2 separate regions of the Canis lupus genome follow, and region 1 is linked to region 2. The links are chromatin contacts, called in public Hi-C maps. All regions are on one chromosome and are shown on one strand. The core of a region is the stretch at or near the end of the contact, and the rest is flanking DNA. Distances in the headings are between cores, read along the strand shown. Region 1 holds the start of SLC5A3 (solute carrier family 5 member 3). Region 2 holds the start of ATP5PO (ATP synthase subunit O, mitochondrial).

The links. A called contact is a pair of places that touch in the nucleus more often than the background predicts.
Region 1: a contact with region 2 is called in a Hi-C map of blood, with 2.3 times the contacts expected there. The contact joins the promoter of SLC5A3 here to the promoter of ATP5PO in region 2. A contact is called at or near these places in 3 of 9 Hi-C or Micro-C datasets (amygdala and blood).

What each region holds. Positions count from the first base shown.
Region 1 is chr31:29,193,348-29,197,439 of UU_Cfam_GSD_1.0, forward strand. It overlaps SLC5A3 (solute carrier family 5 member 3), which reads left to right and starts at 2,140. Exons shown (of 2, transcript NM_001195140.1): 1 at 2,140-2,278.
Region 2 is chr31:29,065,397-29,069,440 of UU_Cfam_GSD_1.0, forward strand. It overlaps ATP5PO (ATP synthase subunit O, mitochondrial), which reads right to left and starts at 1,920. Exons shown (of 7, transcript XM_038581415.1): 1 at 1,810-1,920; 2 at 510-560. The coding sequence starts at 1,845.

The DNA.
Region 1 (4,092 bases), core at 890-3,389, 130 kb after region 2:
TGTCAAAGAGCTAGACCCTTCACTCATCCCTGGGTAATAGGGAAAAAGTATGGGACTTCCGAGGGGGAATGCTAAGAGTTGAAGTCACCTGGTGGTATTGACTTGGTCTTTGGCCTGGTATATTACCTCGGAGTCCATATTTTATCATTCCCAAACTGGAACACGTGGCTGATAACAGGAGGGACAGTTGAAGTAGGGACCATCCTAGAAAACCTGTAACCCACCTATGGTTCAGAAAGTCTTTGCTTTCTTCTGTTATTTATTTATAGTATTCTATTTTTTTTTTTTTGTTGTTGTTGTTACCCAAAAGTGAAATGAGTCAACACTAACCAAGTAATTTGTATTAATACCTGTGTAGTTTTTCTTTGGAAGAGTATGAGTTGTGAAGTCCAAGAACAGAAAATGTTAAAACCCAGATATCACAGAATAGATGTGTTCAAAAATCATCTTAATTTTGATGGGGGAGAGAGATAAGATCTGAGAGATACTAAAGTGTCAGGATAAGGTGACAAAGAGACTCCATTCTTGTTTTACATGGAACACGTGGTAAATCTGAATAATATCATTGGCATCTTCATCTGCGTGCTGCGAGGTAACCAGAGGCTGGACTAGGTATGGGCTCAGCCTTCCTATAGTCTTGTTCCAAATTTTCTATTACTGTTTGACCTGGGCCTAGTTGCATAACCTTTGTGTTCCTGTATTTTTGAATCCTTAAAGTGGGGGGTTAATAATAGTATGTGCCTCACAAAGTAAGAATTTTAGGAGGGGCATGTGAAAACCTTAGTGCAGTGCCTGATACACAAGTCTAAGTGCTCAGTAAGTTTTACCTATTAGCATCAAAGCACTTTAAATACAGACATTTCACCTACAGCCCTTTCTAATGGGGGCAAGCACAGTATTCGGGGGCGACAGCTGCAAGGGGCTCAGTCTCTAAGCAGTGGAACTGGGGGAAGAAAAAATGCATTTTGTTCAACGCCTGCCAGGAAAAGTAGAGCCAATGGCTGGAGGGAAAGGTGAGCCCTGTGTGCCTCTTTGGGGGGTAAAGGGAACGTACCACGAGACTCTCCTCCCTCCAGGGCACGCTCAAGCTCCCAGACGGTTACTAAAAGGGCTTTCCAAGTTCGCAGCTGGTCCTCTAAATGAACGCTGAGCAAACATTTAAAGAATATCGGTTTGAGCCAAAGTATTAGCCTGCCCTTGGCAACTACACGTGGGGCAGGCCGGGCTCACACAACAACAGATGCCTGTGTCGCGCCCGGGTCTGTGCAGGCATCGTTCTCCGCAGCTTACGTGCATCAGCTCACTCAAAGGCATCGCGGCCCTGGGAAGTAGGTGCCCTTCACCTCCCCTTTCTGCAGGAGCCCGCCAAGGTCAGGCGGCCGGCGAGCGACGGGGGCTGACCCGACCTCGCGCCCTGCGCCCGCCTCGCCGGGGAAGGGGCCCCGGGAATCCGCGTCTGCGGCCGCCCGTGCACGGCGGTGGGCAGGGGGCGCGGAGGGGCAAGGTAGCCCGGAGCATCCCTCCGCGCGCGGAAGCGCAGTCCCCGGCCGGAACGTTCTGGAACTCCCCTGCGCAACGGCGGGCGGGGAGAGCCCAGGCCCGGCCGCGACCCCGCCCGGAGCAGCGGCGGCCGCCTTCCAGGGTCCCCCCGCGCGGGGAAGCCGCGGGCGAGGGGCGCGCGCACGGACCAGACCGCACCGTTCGGCGCACGCGCACACGCACACGCACACGCACACGAGGGCGCCCGCTAGCCCGCCGCCCGGGAGGAGACGGAAGGCGTGGAAAGTTCCAGCTGGTTCGAGAACCGTAGGTAGCTGGAACGGCGGCGGCGGCAGGGTCGGAGGCGGAGTGCGGCCCGCGCTGGCCCCCTCCCGGCCGAGCCCGCGGCGCCGCCGCCGCCCCGCCCGCGCCCGCGCCCGCGCCCGCGCCCGCGCGGCGGCTGCGGGGCCAGGGGTGCCCCCCGCGGAGGGGGAAGCGGACTGCCGAGGGGGCGCGGCGCGGCCGCCTTAAGGAGGGGGCGGGGCGCGGCGCGAGGGGGCGGGGCGCGCAGGGGGGCGTGGCCGGGCGTCTGCGCAGCTGCCAGAGCCTTAAAGCCCGGGCTCGCTCGGCCGGAGCGTGCTTTCGCCGCCCGGGAGCCTTCCGGCCCAGCAGCGCGTCAGGCCCCCCGCGGTCCCCGCCCCTCCTGCGTCCCGGGAGCCGGCTCGGTCCGGAGCCGCGCGCCGAGCCTCCGGGCATGCCCCGCTACGAGCTGGCTTTGATCCTGAAAGCCATGCAGCGGGTAAGTGACCTTCCCCCCACACACAGCCCGCCTTCCCGCGCGGCCGCCGCCGCCCCCGCCCCCGCCCCCGCCCTCAGCCGCTAGGCCGTCGCCCCCCGCTCTCCCCGCGCGGCCGGGCGGGGGGCGGCCGGGGCCGCGGGCGGGCGGCGGGCGGCGGGCGGCGGGCGTCCGCGCTGAGGGGGGCGCGCGTGGGCCGGCCGGCGCGCGAGGCCGCGTGCGCGCGGGAGGCGGGGGTGTGCCCGCGCGGGAGCGCGGCCGCGGGAGGGTGTGCCTCGCACGCGGCCGGCCGGCGGGGCGGGCGGGGGGCGGGGCGGCCGCGGGAGCCCCTGAAGGTCCGCGGGAGGACACGCGCGAGCGCCCGGCCCCGCTCCCGCCGTCGCGAAGCTGCCTCGTCGCCGGCCCCGCCGCCGCCGCCGCCACCGCCACCGCCGCCGCCGCCGCCGCTCCGCCCGCTCCGCCTCCACTCTAGCGCCCGCCGGCCGCCCCGGAGCCGTCCGCGCTCAATAAAACGTGTTCTCCACAGCGTGTTTGTGCAGTTTTCTGGACCACGGGCGCTTATAACCGACCTCACGTTTTTTTTTTTTTTTTTGAAAAAAAAAAAAAAAAAGAAAAAGAAAAAAAAAAAAAAAAGAATCTTTGACTTCTCTTTTTCTGACTAGAGCGAAAATCCTGCTCCGGGTGCCCTTAGCCCAGTTTCATTCATCCAAGTTGTGGCCTTTTTTTGCGCCTTCCGGAAGAAACTTTGGCTCCCCCTGCTTTTTGATTGATCTTGAGGTAGGGGACTTCAGGTTTTGGAGGGATGCTAAGCGAACCTGCGAGCCCGTTCGTTGCAAGTGATGGTGAGGCCGAGGACAGGGCCCCGCGGCCCGGAGGCGGCTCTTCGTCCTCTGTTCTGGGTCAGGTACTCCACAAGCCTTCGCCGAAATCCCCATCCTTCCCGTGAATTCGGTAACGTAGAGTGTGGTCTGTGCTCCACCCCCACCCCCTCTATTCCCCCGCTCCCCCTCCCCACTCCCGTATAATAAAAAATAATAATAATAAAAACTCTCTCACGTCTCAACTTGGGAAGCAGAGCGTCCTCCAGCGCCAGAATCACGCACGCTTAGGGTCAATACCTATTCACTGAAGTTTGGTTGAACTTAAATTTAAGCCTTGGGATCACGGTCCGACCTTACAGAAAAACCGGTGATCACGGAGCTTGAGGCAACTGTTCTGTAGTCTCCGCACATTACAGAGTGGGAAAGGACACCAGTGCCTCTTGATCAGGGCTAGAGAGGCTGTGCCATTGTGTCCCGAGCTTGTGCTCCCAGAATCTGGGAGAAGAGAAGATTGTATTGTTTAGCCTCCGGAGGATTCCCCCTTTCTGGCTCTAAGCCCTCCACGCTAAGATATTATTGCGTAGGGAGAGTAGGGAACAAGGAAAAACCAGAAGCACATTATTAAAAAGGAAGCGTTTTTAATTATGTAGGAACTGGTTAAGCCCTCCCTTTAACCTGTGGCTTTTAGGCGATACCATAGAGCCTGGGAAACGTGGTTATTGAAATTTATTTTACCTTGTTTTGGGGACCAGACAGACTAGTAGTAGTAGAGTATAGGCGTGATAGTTGTTCCTTGCATAAACCTTTGAAATGAAAACTCCGCACTCTTTGTTTTTAGCATAACTGCCAAATACATAGGTTAGTTAACTGGCTTCAAGCAGATTAGTTTAACTGTACTTGCATTACCGTGTTACTTGTACTCCTTCGTATCCTGTTTTTGTTTGTTTGTTTGTTTTTTTTTTTTTGTATGCTCCTGTATGTGGTGCAAACATTTTT
Region 2 (4,044 bases), core at 670-3,169:
GAAAGATTTAGTCCAGCTCTAAGACCAGGCTGAGTAACACTGGGCAAGTTTTCCAGAGTCGGCTTCCGCTTTTGTAAATGGGAAGGCCAGCTACTTTCCAGCACTGTAATGGGGTTTGAGAAGTTCTCAGAGGAATGCATGGATGGCTCAGTGGTTGAGCATCCACCTTTGGCTCAGGTCCTGGGATCGAGTCCTGTCCTGCATCAGGCTCCTTCTCCCTCTGCCTGTGTCTCTGCCTCTCTTTCTGTGTGTCTCATGAATAAATAAATACAATCTTTTAAAAAAAAAAAAAAAAAGGAAATTCTCATAAACGTTATGCATGGGCCTGCCGCACATCCCACATTCAACGTATTCCATTCCCTGCCCTCATGCACACATCACCTTTTGGAAACCACAGATCACGCAGAAAGGTTTAGGTGGCACTTATACAAACATCTATGCCCTACTGTATTGCCGTTGGACTCACACATGTTCATCTACTCCACAATTAATTAGAAAAGGGGACATACCCTCACGAGCTTGGAAAACGGCCTGACCACAGATGTGCTAAAGCACCGCACCTTTAAAACAGTAATAAAACATTTCAAACGATTAGTTTCCGAGTATCATCACACAGATTACCATGAGCTGCTATTTATCCCCTAGGGGTAAAGTCCCCCCCCCCCCCATTGAGATTCATCCCTAGTTGCCTGGGAAATAGGCTTTCCCACCAACTCCCCAGTTTTGCTAGAAACAGGCTGAGGCTAGCACACGTCAGTGTAAGAGAGAAAACACAAATATGGCTGAAATACAGTTTTCAAAAAAAACCCCCAAGATGACGATGATGATTTTCAAAAAAAACCCCAAGATGATGATGATTATTTGCATTTATATCACCACCCGTGTATTATTATTATTTGCATTTATATTTCCACCCGTGAGGAAGGATTTTAGTTTAAAAAAAAAAAAAAAAAGGGAGGCTTCCAGTCGTGATGTGCAAGAGATACACCTTCTTAGAAACCAAATGATATAGGAAAACGGAGACTGATCCTCTGAGCATTGCAGCCGTCTAACGTGAGCCCAAGCCCTAGTTCTCAGACACGGGATCTGGCCTCCCGAGGAACCGAGCTGGAGCTCGTTTAAATAGCATCTGCAAGGGCACAGGTCACCTTAACATAATATCTCAAATCTGCAGCGTTATTACACCAAAACTGGCTGCGGGGATCCAAATACTTCATCACGCATGAACACTCAGCCAAGCGGCGAGGCGTCGTGCCATGCACCGTGCTGCCTTGTAGCCTAAACAGCACGGCTTTCCCTTCCCACTCCATCTTCCGTGTGACTCTGCGGGCTCGAATCTCAGCTCTGTGCACCCCTTACTGGCTGGGCGGCCAAGGCCGAGTCACTTAAACGCTTCCGTCTCCTTCTCTTTGCACAAAGGTGAAAAATGGGCTTTGCAAATAATCCTGAAGCGTTACTGGTGGGCCCCTGAGAGGTTTAGGCACAACGACAGAGTTAAAGGACTGGGGGCGTGGGGCGTGTCCTTTCCTCGGCGTCCGGGGCAGGCCCCCCGCCCCCGCGTTGCTCCTCAAGCTCAGCGGCGTCCCGAGGCTGTGCTCCGGGCTCCCCAAGGTCAGGCGCGCGTCCCCCTGCGCCCCCCGCCCGCAGGGCGCCGGCAGGGCCGCTCGCCCCCACTCGCCGGGCCCCACGAACCCGACGGCGGCCACGCTGTCCCAGCTGCGGCCTCGCCCCGCGGCTCCTAGGGCTCTGGCACATTCCGCCCTAAGAGGGATCCTCTCGCTAGTTTTCAGGACCTCCGTCCTCTCTCACCTGCCGGGACAGCCCGGACACCGCTGGGGCGGCCATCTTCTCCGGGGGGCTGTAGGTCAAACCCGCGTCAGAGAGACTCAAGGGCGCACGCGTGCGTCAGCGTAGCCGCTCGGCCCTCTGGGAAATGTAGGCGCAGGTGGTCAGGCCGCATGCGCAGGGGTCGCCGTCAGGCTGGGAGTTGTGGTTCTTAGAAACAAGTGTTAAAAGAGTTGGACCCGCTGAGCTAGCGAGCTCGGACAGCGCCTTAAGTTGAAATCCTTGTTACCACGTAATCCTTACCTGTACGGTGGATTTGTTGTCCCTCGTTTTCAAATTTCCATCTAGACAAATAGATAAGTTAGATAAATATTTCCATTTTCAATTTCCATTTAGGGGCTGCCCCGGTGGCGCAGCGGTTTGGCGCCGCCTGCAGCCTGGGGTGTGATCCTGGAGACCTGGGATCGAGTCCCACATCGGGCTCCCAGCGTGGAGCCTGCTTCTCCCTCTGCCTGTGTCTCTGCCTCTCTCTCTCTCTCTCTCTCTTGTGTCTATGAATAAATAAATAAAATCTTAAAATAAATAAATTACCATTTATATAAATAGATAAATTAGATAAATATTTCCATTGTAAATTTCCATTTAGATAAGTAGATAAATTAGATAAATATTTTCATTAGATAAATAGATAAATAAGTTACATTTATTCCCCAATGCACTGCAGCTCCTTGGATATGGCCATAATAGTGGTTTGTGATTACTTGAGTTTTGGGGTTTATTTAATGGTTGATTTACATGGTAGTTTATTTAATGCAATTATTTGAATTTTAGGGTTTATTTAAACCACATATATAGTTTCATTTTTTATGTTGAGTCTCAGGACAGCTCTGAGACGTAGGTAGTCTGGTACTACCCCCCCACCCCCCACCCCCGCATATGTCCCATTTCACATTGATGACTAGCATCATTAGGATCTTTTATCCCTTCTTTCCTCCGCGTCCAAAGGATGTATCAAGCTCAGTTCTTCCCTCTGCATAAAAGGAAAGGAGCTGTAGGGCTCCAGCTGCAACTCTTCCTGCTCAGTGCCTGCCTGGGCGGTGACAGCTCCTACCTCCACCCCCTCCACCCCTCCACCCCCTCCACCCCCCCACCCCCATCTCACCACCAACTCGTTGGTCTGTAAGGGGATATGAGGTTCCCGGTGCCTGAATTCTTGATTCTGGGTAGAGCACAGTGGTTATCCGAGGTTATCTTGGGGTTGAGCAAGTGTGACATTGAAACTGAAAACCCAACACTAGCCTTGGCCAGTTTCTCTGCATTCACAAAAACAAGCGATTTTCAGCCTATTTCACCCTAAATGGAGCTTACTCTTATTTTCCTCTTCTGTACAGTAGAGAACTGGCGAGCAGAGCACGGGTGGGTCGGAGTTCCCTGGTTGAAATTAAGGGGTCCCGCGGTCAATTAAGTTTTTTTTTTCCTGTTCAGATCCGTTACAGGAACACAGATTAATATTCATTAGTTTACCCTTGTAAAGAGCAGTTTTCTCCCCATACATAATACTTGTAAGAATGCAGAAAAGTGCAGGGAATATAATTACTGTCTTTTTCATCACTCAGAGGCAGCTGTTGTCAATATTTGAGTGTCAGCATTTGAGCAGTTTTTTTCAGTATTATAATGGGTATTATAATAATACCTGCCTTATAGATTATTAGGAAAATAAAGATGTTATATGTATATGAAGTATTTAGAGCAATTGCCTGGCACAGTGGCACTCAGTGTTAGTTCCTTATTTTGCATTTGTTGTTGTTACATATATGGATTATAATTTATATACAATTTAGTTTCTTGCCTTTTTCCTTAATACAAGAGGAAAAAGAATTATATGTGATTTATGAATGTGTGCTTACAATATAATATAGGAATATTTCAAAGTTCTATAATTTTCATAAGCATATTAATGGCTGCAGAATAACCCATCAAGTGAATATTCTGTATCTTAATTATTCATCTGAACATAATTCAGATGGTTTCCAGGTGGGTTTTTTTTTCCCCATTTTAAACAATACTGCATCTCCTGAGCATCTTAAATACAAACTTTTTATTTTTCATACTTAGAATAACATCCAAGTAGATTTCCAGAAGCAACACAACTTAGTGAGAGGACATATACTTTAGAAGCTCTTGCTGCATGAAGTTAGGCTGCTTTTTAAAAGATTAAACCTATTTACACTTTCACTAGCAGAGCATATAAACCCATGT